Regions from separate parts of the Sus scrofa genome. Here region 1 is linked to region 2. The links are chromatin contacts, called in public Hi-C maps. All regions are on one chromosome and are shown on one strand. Each heading gives the region's core, a stretch centred on a gene start, on an enhancer-like site or on the middle of the called end of the contact. The rest is flanking DNA. Distances are from core to core; before and after follow the strand shown.

The links. A called contact is a pair of places that touch in the nucleus more often than the background predicts.
Region 1: a contact with region 2 is called in a Hi-C map of omental adipose tissue, with 2.0 times the contacts expected there. The contact joins two enhancer-like sites. A contact is called at or near these places in 18 of 47 Hi-C or Micro-C datasets (adipocytes, alveolar macrophages, blood and 11 more) and 1 of 2 datasets of contacts at active chromatin or transcription factors (alveolar macrophages).

Annotation. Positions count from the first base shown.
Region 1 is chr4:127,150,319-127,156,231 of Sscrofa11.1, forward strand. It overlaps the pseudogene LOC106510236. Among named protein-coding and RNA genes, the nearest start is that of LRRC8B, 17 kb to the left of the region's middle. Within about 2 kb of position 3,718, at least 4 of the 83 cell types and tissues checked have an H3K27ac peak or open chromatin away from gene starts, as enhancers often do. A contact at or near this core is called in omental adipose tissue, where this site is marked.
Region 2 is chr4:126,919,507-126,925,872 of Sscrofa11.1, forward strand. No RefSeq gene overlaps it. Among named protein-coding and RNA genes, the nearest start is that of LRRC8D, 39 kb to the left of the region's middle. Within about 2 kb of position 3,250, at least 39 of the 83 cell types and tissues checked have an H3K27ac peak or open chromatin away from gene starts, as enhancers often do. A contact at or near this core is called in omental adipose tissue, where this site is marked.

The DNA.
Region 1 (5,913 bases), core at 2,468-4,967, 230 kb after region 2:
ATACTCTTCAAATGCCCTCAGTATAGCTAATTCTTTGTTCCTTCTCTATGAAAAAAAAATCACAGGGTTCAAAATCTCTGGCCCATCACAATGCTGTATTTTATTACATTCTTGATATGGAGTGAGCATAGCCAATCTCCCAGAATGCGGTGAAGGATTTTTGCCACATGACTCTAACATTTTTCTTGTGTGATTTCATTCCGTACTGACTTTCCTTTAATCCACCCTGCCTACTCCTGGAACTCCTTCTCTTGCTTCTCTCCAATTTCAATTTATTTGCAAAGTAGTCATGTCACATCTATGCTTCTGCAGAACTTCCAGTATCTGTATTCAAGTTATGTCCTTTAGTAGCTTTAGGCCACCGTGAGGCCATGGACCAAGAGGTTACTCAGGTAGCTGAGGGATCCAGGCAGTGAAATGACTGGTTTATCCTTCTCTTCATCCACCCTACCTCCAGAGTAAGAGCAAAGCCTGGACAAATACTCTCTAGACACATGAAAATTCTGAAGTGGCCTGGATGGGACATCTAGTACATTGCATGAATCCTGTGTATTAAAACCATCCGTGCATTGGGAGTGCCCATCGTGCTCAGTGGTAATGAACCTGACTAGTATCCACAAGGATGTGGGTTCGATCCCTGGCCTCGCTCAGTGGATTAAGGGTGAGCTGTGGTGTACCTTGCAGACACAGCTTGGATCCCACGCTGCTGTGGCTGTGGATGGCAGCTGTAGCTCTAGCTCAAACCCTAGCTGGGGAACTTCTATATGCTGCAGATGCGGCCCTAAAAATAAAAAATACCAAAAAAAAAAAAAAAAAAAAAGGCATCAGTGTGTCCTCCAGCCTGCCAGAGTAGTAGCAGTTCTGGCCCCTGTCTCAGCGCCTGCCAAGACCCTGAAGCCCTGTGGCCCTGTGGGACACAGAGAATGACAGGACTTGGGATGACACTCAGGAGTGAGCACATCTGCTGCCCTCTCTTAGGCAAGTAGCTGTATTCTGGGCCCTAAGATGAAAACACTGAGATTCATTTATTTATCGTTTTACTCCTTTATTGACACAACACATGTTTGTTGATTGCCTATCTGTGCCAGGAACTCTGCTAGGAACTAGGAATACAGCTCGCAGGCCTTTTCTTGGCCTCGTGAAGGTCTTTCCCTGCAGCTCCTCACAAATCACAATGGTACCTCTGTTCGGTGTGTGCCAAGCATCTGTGCTGCCCTGCAGTGGTTATTGGCATACGTCTCTCGCATCAGCATCATAATCCTGCAGGGGAGGCAGAAAGATTCCCATTTTATAAGGGAGGAAACTGAGACTCAGAAACACTAGTTATCTTCTCAAAGTCCGTCCGTGGTGGAGCCTAGAATCCATGGACCGGAGTTTGGTTGGACTCCAATAGCAATGCCACGCCTTCTTTCCCAAGAGGCGGTAGGAAAACCCTCCTGGACGGAGAGTTAAATGCTCCGCGTGGGACCAATGCTCCCCGCAGCCCTTTGGAGCAGTTCCAGCTCTTGTCCAACCAGGACTAAGTGCAGGCTTCCTTCCCTCTCCAGGGTTTTGGCAACCAGAGGCTCTCCTCCCCAAACCACTCTTTTTCGCTGTGTCTCCTGCCAAGTGCTGTCCAGCTGCCCAGAGAGCCGATCCAATGTTTTCTTTCCCCTTCCTCGTTCTTCTCACCTGTGTACCAACACAGTCAGTCATTTGTTCTCACTTGTCGTTCCTTTTTCTAACATGCTCGCAGCCATCTTCTTCTACGGGGGGGAGAGTTTCCCTGTGTCACCTCCTAGATCAGCTTCCTGCTTTATTTCCCGGTGAAGGGGTGTGCATTCGACTCTCAGGTCTTCCCCTGCTTATCCCGAGCTGCTTCCCTGCACCCTCACTTAGCTGCTCAAGCCTGGTGTCTGCTGCTTGTGGGGAAGTAGCGTTGGGCAGGTTGTCTCGCCAGGGTTTGCCTTGAGTTACTCATTTGTAAAAAGCAACAGTACTTACCTCGTGGAGCTCTTGTAAGGAATAAACAGAGTAATACAATCTTCATGCAGTGACCGGAACTTAGTACCATATTCATAAATGTTAACTGTTACTCTTCTTGGAATTTGGTAGAGCATGTCAATTCTTTCCATGAGAAGAGACTCATGGGAGGGCCAGGACTGGCTGTAAACCCACCCACAGAGGAGCTGCCACTGGATTCCTGTCCTGGGCTGGAGGTTTAGGCTGTCAGGTAAGCGTGATTTCTGACTTTCTGAGGGCTCGGTCAGATTCAATCACGCAAATAGTAGGTAACAGAATTGAAGGTGGTGTAGCCGGGAGTTCAGGCGCTTGAGCAAGACGTGGCTGTGAAGACTGGGAGATTTGTCAAGGGGTAGGAAGGCTCGGTTCCCCAGGCCGAATCCTAGGACGGGCCTCCAAGTCTTTGGAAGGGACCTTTAGAGGAAGTCCTGGGAATAAACTGCAATATAGCAAGTGATCCAAATTTTGGAGATGAGCAGAAGCCAACCGTAAGACTCGGAGGGAGACGCCCAAACTTGGGAATGCAGCGAAGCTCCAGATACCAGAAGAGGGGCCCTGCCTCAGCATCAGATTCAGAATAAGGGGAGCCACGTGGAGTTTGGAGACGTGGGGCTGGGGCCCAGGGACCTGGATCCAGACCCAGTGATTCTGGGTGGGGAGAGCTGTAGAGATACGGAACCAGGCTGAACTGCATCCTTTATAAATCTATTATTTTATGAGTATAGATTCGACCTATAAACCTCGAGAGGTGAGATGGCTACGTATGTATAGATATCCTGATATGGTGTTTAATATCTTATTCGGTTCCTACTGTGAGGTTTCACAGAGATGATGAAAAATAGATGCACAGCTGATGTTTAAGTTTGTTTAAAAGTCTTTTTAAATGTAAGGCATTGTGGCTATTATTTATAATCATACCTCTTCGTGATTGCAATGCAGTTTTCCATTTAAATTCCTGTGTTTTCTCTGTAATCTAGCCTGGAGGATATTGCCACCATAATAAATAGAACCGGTCTATTGAATAAGCATCGTTTGAAGGATGTAAGAATAACAGCAATTTTGTTTTTGCCTCCCACTGTCATTTTAAAGTGTCTTCAACAAGATAAATGTTTTTCCTGCTGCTGGATAAAAGCTCAAGGGGATTTAACAACAGAAAGTCCCATGGTTGCTTTAACTTGCACAACAGAGCTCGACGCGGAAATTAGGCTGTCTAGGCTCAAGTTCAGTTTTCATTTGGAGGAGAGAATCCTCCCCTTCTCCTCTGCCCTTGTGTCCCTAGCTGCCTCCTTGCAGCCTTCTCAGGGAGGGACTATGGGTTGCTCGTCCCTTATAAGCAGTCGCAGAGGGACAAGGAGAAAGGTACCAGAAAGTTCTTACCTAACGAGTCTTCCTTTTTTTGGCCACGGTGTACTGCAGCTTGATGTGGGATCTCAGTTCCTGGACCAGGGGTTGAACCCAGGTCGCAGGTGGTGAAAGCACCGAATCCTAACCACTAGCCCACCAGGGAACTCCCACTTAACCAGTACTTTCATTCTGTCTCTTTCCTCCCTGGACCTGGCTGATGTTTAAAGCCGACTTCCTCTCTGGGACCATCCTAGATTCTCTGACAGGTCACCTGGGGGGCCCCTCTGACCTCAACCATTGAAGAGTGGGCCATGCCCCTCGTCCACTGACCACCGGCTCCTCTTAGCATCTGGGTTGGCAGGAGTGCACCCCAAGCCCAGGCTCTGCTGGGACCTCTTGCCCTCTCGGCAAAGCCCTATTTGAACAGATGGGAGCACTTCTGAAATAATTCCAGGATGAGCGCCTACCGTCCATCCATCTGTTGATGAGCCAGCAGCGGCAAGTTCTAGGGATGTCGCTGCCTGATACCTCAGGCCAGTGGCCATCGCACCAGGCCACAGTCCTCGGCCTTGTTACAGCCCAGCCCAGCTTATTTCCACAACAGCAGGGAGCACAGACGGAGCCTCCCAAAGTCTCCTTCAGGAGGTCCTCGCCTCATTGGAGCAAAGGTCAAAGCTCTTTTCAATAGGTACCATTTCTTGATAATTCCACCCTCTCGGTCTGCTCACAACCTTTAATAGCATTATAACCTGGGCAGAGGTTTTAAAGGTACCAAGACTGGGTCTCATCATTTTGTTTGAAAATGTATATGCGGTCTGGCAGCTCACGTTGGAATTAAACCTCTGTTGTGTTGTGATGCACGAGACAAAATTTCCAATTCGATGTCCTATATCATCGGCACACAAAATGTATCAGTCAAATGAGTGTCTCAATCATTTATGTTGAGAATACAGGGAATTGAGAGCTCATGGGACTGTAAAATCAGTGGGAAAAATAAGGATCCTTATTTATTCTTAGAGTTCCACACCCAGGCAGCTCTTGATTGTGAATGAAAAATGCAGCCTCCCCTATCAGTAAACAAAGGATGTTGCAGCCGTCAGGCCATCTCCTTACAGCCTCCCCAGTGGTGAGCCCTGAGGGAGCGCGGCTGGAACAGAATGCCCGCCATCCAGCAGTCAGTGGTGGCAGCCACCCCCGCCAGGGCACCCCAAGAGACTCAGGATGAGGAGGCACAGGATGCTGGCCCAGAGAGCTGGGTGCCCAGCAAAGGAAAGATTTCGGTGAGCCCGGACTGCTGCATCTCTCCATGCACAGAAAAACAGTCCATTTCCTAACCCGAGGCATCCAGTTGTTTTTAACTTTCAGCAATTTATGATGTTTGGATTACCTGGTCTTTGTTGCAAAACTCGCATACATCCCGCACACCCGCCCCCTCCCCGAGCTGCATTCAGACTTATCTGAGGTGCTGTGTCCCAGGCTTAAGTCCTCAGAGTTGTCCACCAAATAAAACATAACTTTTGACTTTTAGGCTGTGCATTTTTTCCCCCCAGTCAACGTGATCATAAGAGAACTGGGGAAGTGCCCCTCCCCGTTGCTTCCACAGGTCTTGCTAAATCACCTCTATCGTTGTTCGGGGGCTGCTGATGGAAGTGCCCACCTTGGCCAGGCTCGGTAGCAGCCACTGGCATGAGTGGTCTCACAACAGGAGGCCCTGCTAAGGAACACGGTGCGGTCCTGAAGACTAACTGGGGGTTTGGGAGGGGCCGTGGGAAGAGGAGACCACCGCCTCCTAGGGTCCTTGGCGCTGGCATCCATTTGGCTGAGAGGTGTGTGCACAGCGTCAGAAGGACCCTGAGCCAGACCAGGCTGAGCAAGGCCCCTGGGCAGAGGCAACTCTGAAATTGACCCCATTCCCATAAAACCCGAGAGCACGAGCCGAGCGAGCCACGTGGCAGAGCGGCTCTCCTGGGTTCCCTCCCCTGCTGCGCTCACCGGGTGTCCAGTCCCAATAGAGTCTCTTACCTCATCAGCACGTGCGTCTCCTGGGACGTTCACTTCCGAGCGTTAGATGAGAGCCCACGCTCGGTCCTGGAAGGGGTCCCCTTCCCGCGACATCATTGCTCAAGACATGTTGCGTTGACACGTACTAGACTTTAAGATCCTGGAGAATGTGGACACATACCTATGTTTTCCTTGTGTTTTTGGTACCTGCCAAAGCACAAGGACAAAATTTGGAATAGTACTTGGGATATTGAGGAACCTCGATAAATGTTTATTAAATTTAAGTCAAGCAGATATAGGTATTTCTATTTGGCTCTGGCAGTAAGTGGGTGAGCAGCAGTTTCCCAGGCTCCTTATCAGTAAGATGCGGAAACCACTCTTATGCTAATTAGTAAGGATGGAATCTGTTTAAAACAACTTACAAACCATTCTTAAAACAAAGGATTTATAAATGCCAGTGGTTACTTTCTACCACGCCCCATCTCTTGCCACAGCATCTCCACAGATGTGTCCTTGAAATGACCTAGAATCGCAGGTTCTGTCCAGTCTGCTGGTGGGAGGAGTGAC
Region 2 (6,366 bases), core at 2,000-4,499:
TGAGCAGATGAGTGACAAAACTGCCTTCCTTTTTTGTTGTTGTTGTTTGTTTTTTGGTCTTTTTAAGGCTGGACCTGCGGCATATGGAGATTCTCAGGCTAGGGGGCGAATTGAAGCTGTAGCTGCCGGCCTACACCACAGCCACAGCCACACCAGATCCAAGCTGCGTCTGCAACCTACACCACAGCCCACGGCAACGCTGGGTCCTTCACCCACAGAGCAAGGCCAGGGATCGAACCTGCGTCCTCATGGATAATAGGTCAGATTCGTTTCTGCTGCACCACGACGAGAACTCCATTGACTTACATTTTAAAGAGATCAGTCTGGTTGCTGGGTTGAGACTAGACTGGGGGGTGGGCGCAGGAAGACCAGTTAGTAAAGCTGCTGCACCAGGTGCTGGCGTGTCCAGACCGGTGAGAGGCTGGCTCGATCATGAAGGGAGGCCACCGTTGTTCTTGGCATCACCAGCTTGAGTGTAAGCAGTACTGTGATGGCGATAATGACCCACACTCTCCGTTTCATTATCTTCATAAATGAAAAAGCTCAAAGACACAGAGCAATGTCCCTAAGGACGCGTATTTCATTAAGAGATAGACCCAGCGTCCAAACCTTAGCTCTAGCAGCGCTCGGCGCTAGTGCTCTCACACCTGCTTTATCACTGGTTTCTGGTTTTCCCTTTTGCCGGGCTCACCCCTGCCTTGTACCTGATAGGTGATCAATGTCTTTAATTAACGACAGCATTCACTTTGTCCTGTACTTGCTGAAATTAAAGCACATATTTGCTTCTGAGGTTTTTGAAAAAACTTTTATTTTTGTATTTATGTACAGTATACTTCACTTTTTTTTGTTTGGTATATAGACCTGTGAGTTTTAACACATGCATAGATTTGTGCAAACCGCTACCACAATCAGAATATTTCTGTCCCCCCGCCACTGCTCTTCTGCTGCATCTTAGGCAAACACTACCCCACCCCTGATTCCTGGCAACCACTGATCTGTTCTTTATCCTTATAGACTCTAACCTTTAGTCTATAGTTTTGGGTTTTTTTTTGGGAGTATGAGCATAACTGCATTTTGTATTTTTCCAGGGTAAAAATCTCGGCATGGGTTTGCTGGTTTACATGCTTATTGTTTGTTTACCTTTATAAGCACCTGCCAGATTGCTTTCTAAAGTAACTGCCCCATTTGGCAGGTCTGCCAACACCGTATGAGAGTTACGGTGGCTCTCTGCGTCCTCATCAGCCCTTGATATTGTCCATTTCACTTTTTGTTTGAGCCATTCTACTAGATATGCAGTGACATCTCCTCATGGGATACCAATTATTTTTGAAATTTATAGTAACAGTGTTTTAGACTCGGTGCAGAATTAAATTTATAGGCTAAAGTCCAAAAAAAGTTGTGGATAAACATGGAACAAGCATACTTAAAAAAATTTACCCCCTGCCCTTTTGGACGCCAATCATTTTCCATTTGTTATGGGGATATACCTTAAGCATGAATACCACAACGTGCTTGCAGGATTTTGTGCCAACAAGGAAATCCTCATGAACGAGGCCTAAGCTTTGCTTTTCTCTCAGGGATGCATAAGATGATGACTGGAAAATCGCCTCAAGAGACAAACACATACCTTATTGTTGTTATAAAAGATGCACTTGCTTATTAATTAAATGAAGGCAGTGTTCACCAGTAGCTAATATGGTGAAGGTATTACGTTAGACATGGTCTATGGAGAATATAAAACCGAGCTCTTGTCCCCATGGCATTTGCAATCCACCTATGGCGAGAAGGAAAATGTAAAAAAAAATCAAGTAACTAAGCCAGTAACACATGAATACACATTACAAGGATTTTTCTTAATTTTTCAAAATGGTCGTAAACATTTTGACAAGAAACAAAAACAATAAACAAAATACTGTACTAGAGATCAGTATGTTGACTTATATGGTACACTGCCGCAGAGTGTGTATGTTTAAGAAGGTATGTATACATATATGTATGACTGGGTAACCGCCGCACAGCAGAAGTTGACAGAACATTGTAAATCAACTACACTGATAGAATTAAAAACAGAAGGTATTTGTTTCCGCTCACGATACAGGATGTGTGAAGGGACAGGTCCAATAGGAGCGTGTCAGTCCCTAAGCAGGTGAGATTTGAGCCGGGCTTGGGACAACAGTGAGGTCTCGGTATCAGGAGACAGAAGACACTCCAGGTCAATCCAGTGTCGAGAGCTGAAGTGCAGGAGTTCCCGTTGTGGCTCAGTGCTAACGAATCCAACTAGAATTCATGAGGACTTGGGTTCGATCCCTGGCCTCCCTCAGTGGGTTAAGGATCCGGCGTTGCCGTGAGCTGTGGTGTAGGTTGCAGATGTGGCTTGGATCTGGCGTTGCTGTGGCTGTGGTGTAGACTGACAGCTACAGCTCCGATTGGACCCCTGGCCTGGGAACCTCCATATGCCAAAGGTGCACCCCTAAAATAAAATTTAAAAAAAGCGCTGGTTGATCTCATTCACTATCTCCTCAACAGCTTTGTAAAGAAGGTAAAACCCTGCAGTGACAAAGCTAGTAAGCTGTAGACCTGGGGTTCTGACCCAGACAGTCCAGTCCCAGCCCTTCACCGCGACGTAGTGCTGTAGTGCGAAGGCTAGAAGGGAAACTGGAGGTCAGATTACGGCCGAGATGATTGCACTTTTGCCGGGAGGACTTGTGTCCTCCATCCCCAAGACAATGCACCCCAGGAAGAGTGGTTCAGCCCGAGCCAGTCTGGGGGAAGAGCGTCCACACCGCCCCCCGCCCCCCCATGTGGACCCGCCTTCCCCTGTCCAGAGCCGGTGCCTCTCCAGGAGGGGCGCCCCCCTTTTGAGGCTCAGCGCTTTCGACGGCGGGAAGCGAGGAAGACTCTCACAGAACACAGCAGAGGACGACGAACGTCTGGAGCGCGGGTCTGGCAGCGAGGGTGGAAGGGACCGGACCCAGGAGATGGAGCCGAGAAGCCGGGAGGGGACCCTCCCTGCCGCAGAGCTCCGCCCGGGGACGGTGACGAGGCCGGAGCTGGGCTGGCGGCAGCCGGAGAGCTGTTGGGAAGTGCGGCCGGAGAGGACGTGGTGCCTCGGGAGCTTTGGGGGCGATCGGGAGGGCGGAGTGAGGCTGCCCAGGGTTTTGACCTCGTGTTCCCTCCGAGTCCTCCCGGAGAGCGGACGCCCGGGTCCCCGCGCCCTCAAAGTCCATTGCCACACCAGCCACGGCCGCTAGAGGGCGTCCCCGCCTCGCCGGCCGCGCCCCGGGGAGGGCGGCTCTGCAGTTTCACGTCCCGGTCAGGCTGGCCCGGAGCGCCTGGGGGAGCTGGGGTTTAGAACGGTTGATCATCACTGACACGGAAACTTGGAAGGGCTCCCACTTGATTGACAGCGCTGGAAACGGGGCCCAAGATGGAGCGGGGCAGTACCGAGCGCAGGCGCGGGAGCAGAGGGCGGGAGCGGGGCAGCTGCCTGCAAAACCCCATCGGCGGCCCTTGGCGGGCCCTGGCCCGGGGCTCGGGGCTCCGGAGATTCTGAACGTCATTCCCCGGCTTGTCCTGGCCGCTCAACTGGGCCAGCAGTCATGTTCATCTTCCTGCCCCAGGGTTGAGGTGTGTGTCTGAATTTATGTATGGCTGAGTGTGAGTGCGTGCACACATGTAGAGTGTGAGTGTGTATGGAAGTGCAAACACAGTGTGCATGTGTGTGGGGGTGGGTGAGTGCGTGTGCACACGTGCGGGTGCATATCTGTATGTATAGAAGTGATTACACATGTGGGTGTGGGTGTGCACACGTGTGGATGCATATGTGTGAGTGTGTGTAGAAGTGAGTACACGTGTGCATACGTGTGTGCGTGGGTGAGTGTGTACACCTGTGGGTGCAGAGTGTGAGTGTGCATGCGAGTGTGCATGTGAGCGTGCGCCTGTGAGCATGTCGCCTGGGTCTGTGCGCCTGCCCTGCAGGGAGAATGTGAATGTTTGTTGCTTGGCTTTGGCCCAAAAAAGAAAGAAATAATGAGGTGAACGGAAGTGAACTGGAGTCTGGGCTTCAGCTCTAATGAGCTGCTATCAGTGTTGACAAAGAGGTCATGCAATAGAAGCAAACGGGCCAAGCATGGAAAACCCAGGGACCAGGTGGTGTGGAGGGCTGGCGGTCCCCGCGGCAGGAAAAGCCACCAGAAGCCCAGGCGCCTGGGTCAGGAGAAGAGCCTCCGACCCGGGCCCAGATGGTGGGGACCCCGCCGGGCCGGCATCTCTTTGTGCTGCTCTGGGTCTTACCGGGGGGCCGCTTGGCTTTTTGATGGGCTGACCATGACCTGCCTCACGGTCCCCTGGGCGGTTTGCTCATTGTCTTTGTCAGGCTGGCCCCGGTCCCGGTTTCCCAGAGATGAGGTCACAGCCCTCTTACTCAGCAGCTGCTCAGATGGCCCCGGCTCTGACCCATGTCTGCGCTTAGTCACCTGGCTTGGTCCTGGGCTCACCTCTGCGCCCCGCAGTGGTTTGGAAGCGGGACCGTGGAGGCAGAGGCGCAGGCTATTTGCTGGATGCCTGAGAAGGAGCTGCTTCTGTTTCCAGACCTGTGTGTGTATTTCTGTGCAAGTGGGTGGGAAGGATGGGGGTGGAAGGGGATGCCAGAGGCCCCTAGGCGGGCTGCCCCCTCACAACGCTGGGGGCCGTATGTGGGTGTGTGTGGGGGTATCCCACAGGCTCGACTCAGCAGGCTTCCAGACCCGGGTTCCGCTGGGGAGAGAGCGCCCCCGTGCCTGTCCTGCATTCAGAGATCAGGGCCCTCACAGCCCCTGGGGACCCATCCCCAGAGGGGACAGGGCCCTCTCACACAGGGCTGTGACACCTTTCTTTCTTTTTTCCCCTTTTTTGGCTGCCCCGTGGCATATGGAGTTCCCAGGCCAGGGATCAGATCTGAGCTGCAGTTGTGACCTGAGCCGCAGCTGCAGCAATGCCAGATCCTTAACCCACTGTGCTGAGCTGGGGATCGAACCTGCATTCACGGCTGCAGAGACACCACTGCGGGAACTCCAAGATCTTTTTCCAAATCTCTCCATAGACAGAACATTCTCCTTACACTTGTATACGTGTGTGTGTGTGTGTGTGTGTGTGTGTGTGTGCACGCGCAGCAGGAAGGGCACACTTCATCGCTTTACCCGCACCCTAATAAATCTCGAGAGCAGTCTCTTCTTCTCAGAAATTTGTCAGAACACTTCCTGTTTGCTGTTTGTTTAAATATTCCCTGTTGGAGTTCCCGTCGTGGCGCAGTGGTTAACGAATCCGACTAGGAACCATGAGGTTGCGGGTTCGGTCCCTGCCCTTGCTCAGTGGGTTAACGATCTGGCGTTGCTGTGAGCTGTGGTGTAGGTTGCAGATGCGGCTCGGATCCCACGTTGCTGTGGCTCTGGCGTAGGCCGGGGGCTACAGCTCCGATTTGACCCCTAGCCTGGGAACCTCCATATGCCGCGGGAGCGGCCCAAAAAATAGCAAAAAGACCAAAAAATAAATAAATAAATAAATAAATAAATAAATAAATAAATATTCCCTGTTGTATGCTTGCCCCTTCAGGGCACGAGTTGGCGCAGTCCCAGGTAGTTTTATGTCTAATGTGGCTCTTCTTGATAGTTTGCTAGAATGAACAGCAGTGGGAGTTCTCAATTTTTAGTAGAAAAAGAAAAAAAAAAAAAACCCTCCTGAAGGGCTTGTTTTCAATGCAGATTTCTCAAGCCCCGCCCAAATCTATGGAATCAGAATTTCTGGAGTGAGGCGCAGGAATTTGCATTTTACCAAACCCTCCCCTGTCACTCCTCACCCTAAAATCCTAAGTTAGGTGGTCCATAGAACATACGCCTTGAAACATGGTGCAAAAGGATGTATCTTTAAAAAAAATTTTTTTCTGGGGAGGGGGGCCACAACCAAGTCTTATGGAAGTTGCCAGGCCAGGGGTGAGATCAGAGCTACAGCTGCCGGCCTCCACCACAGCCACAGCAACTCAGGATCTGAGCCACATCTGTGACCTACACCACAGCTCATGGCAATGCCGGATCCTTCACCCACTGAGCCAGCCAGGGATCGAACCTGCGTCCTCATGGATCCACTGAGCCACAACAGGAACTGCTACCTAGGGTTTATTTTGACTTCCAGCCAATACAATCTCTTTTCTGTTTTACAGAGAAGAGTATCTATGTGGAAAAGTTGGGGGCTATAGTTGGTATAAGAGTCTCATAAATTTTGTTCTACCCCAGAACCCTGGAATTTAGTCAGACTTGTGGGGGTTCAGAATGCGTCTCCTCCAAATGTGTCACTTTCAAGTGAAGATTATTTTGAGCTACAGGCAATTGAGAC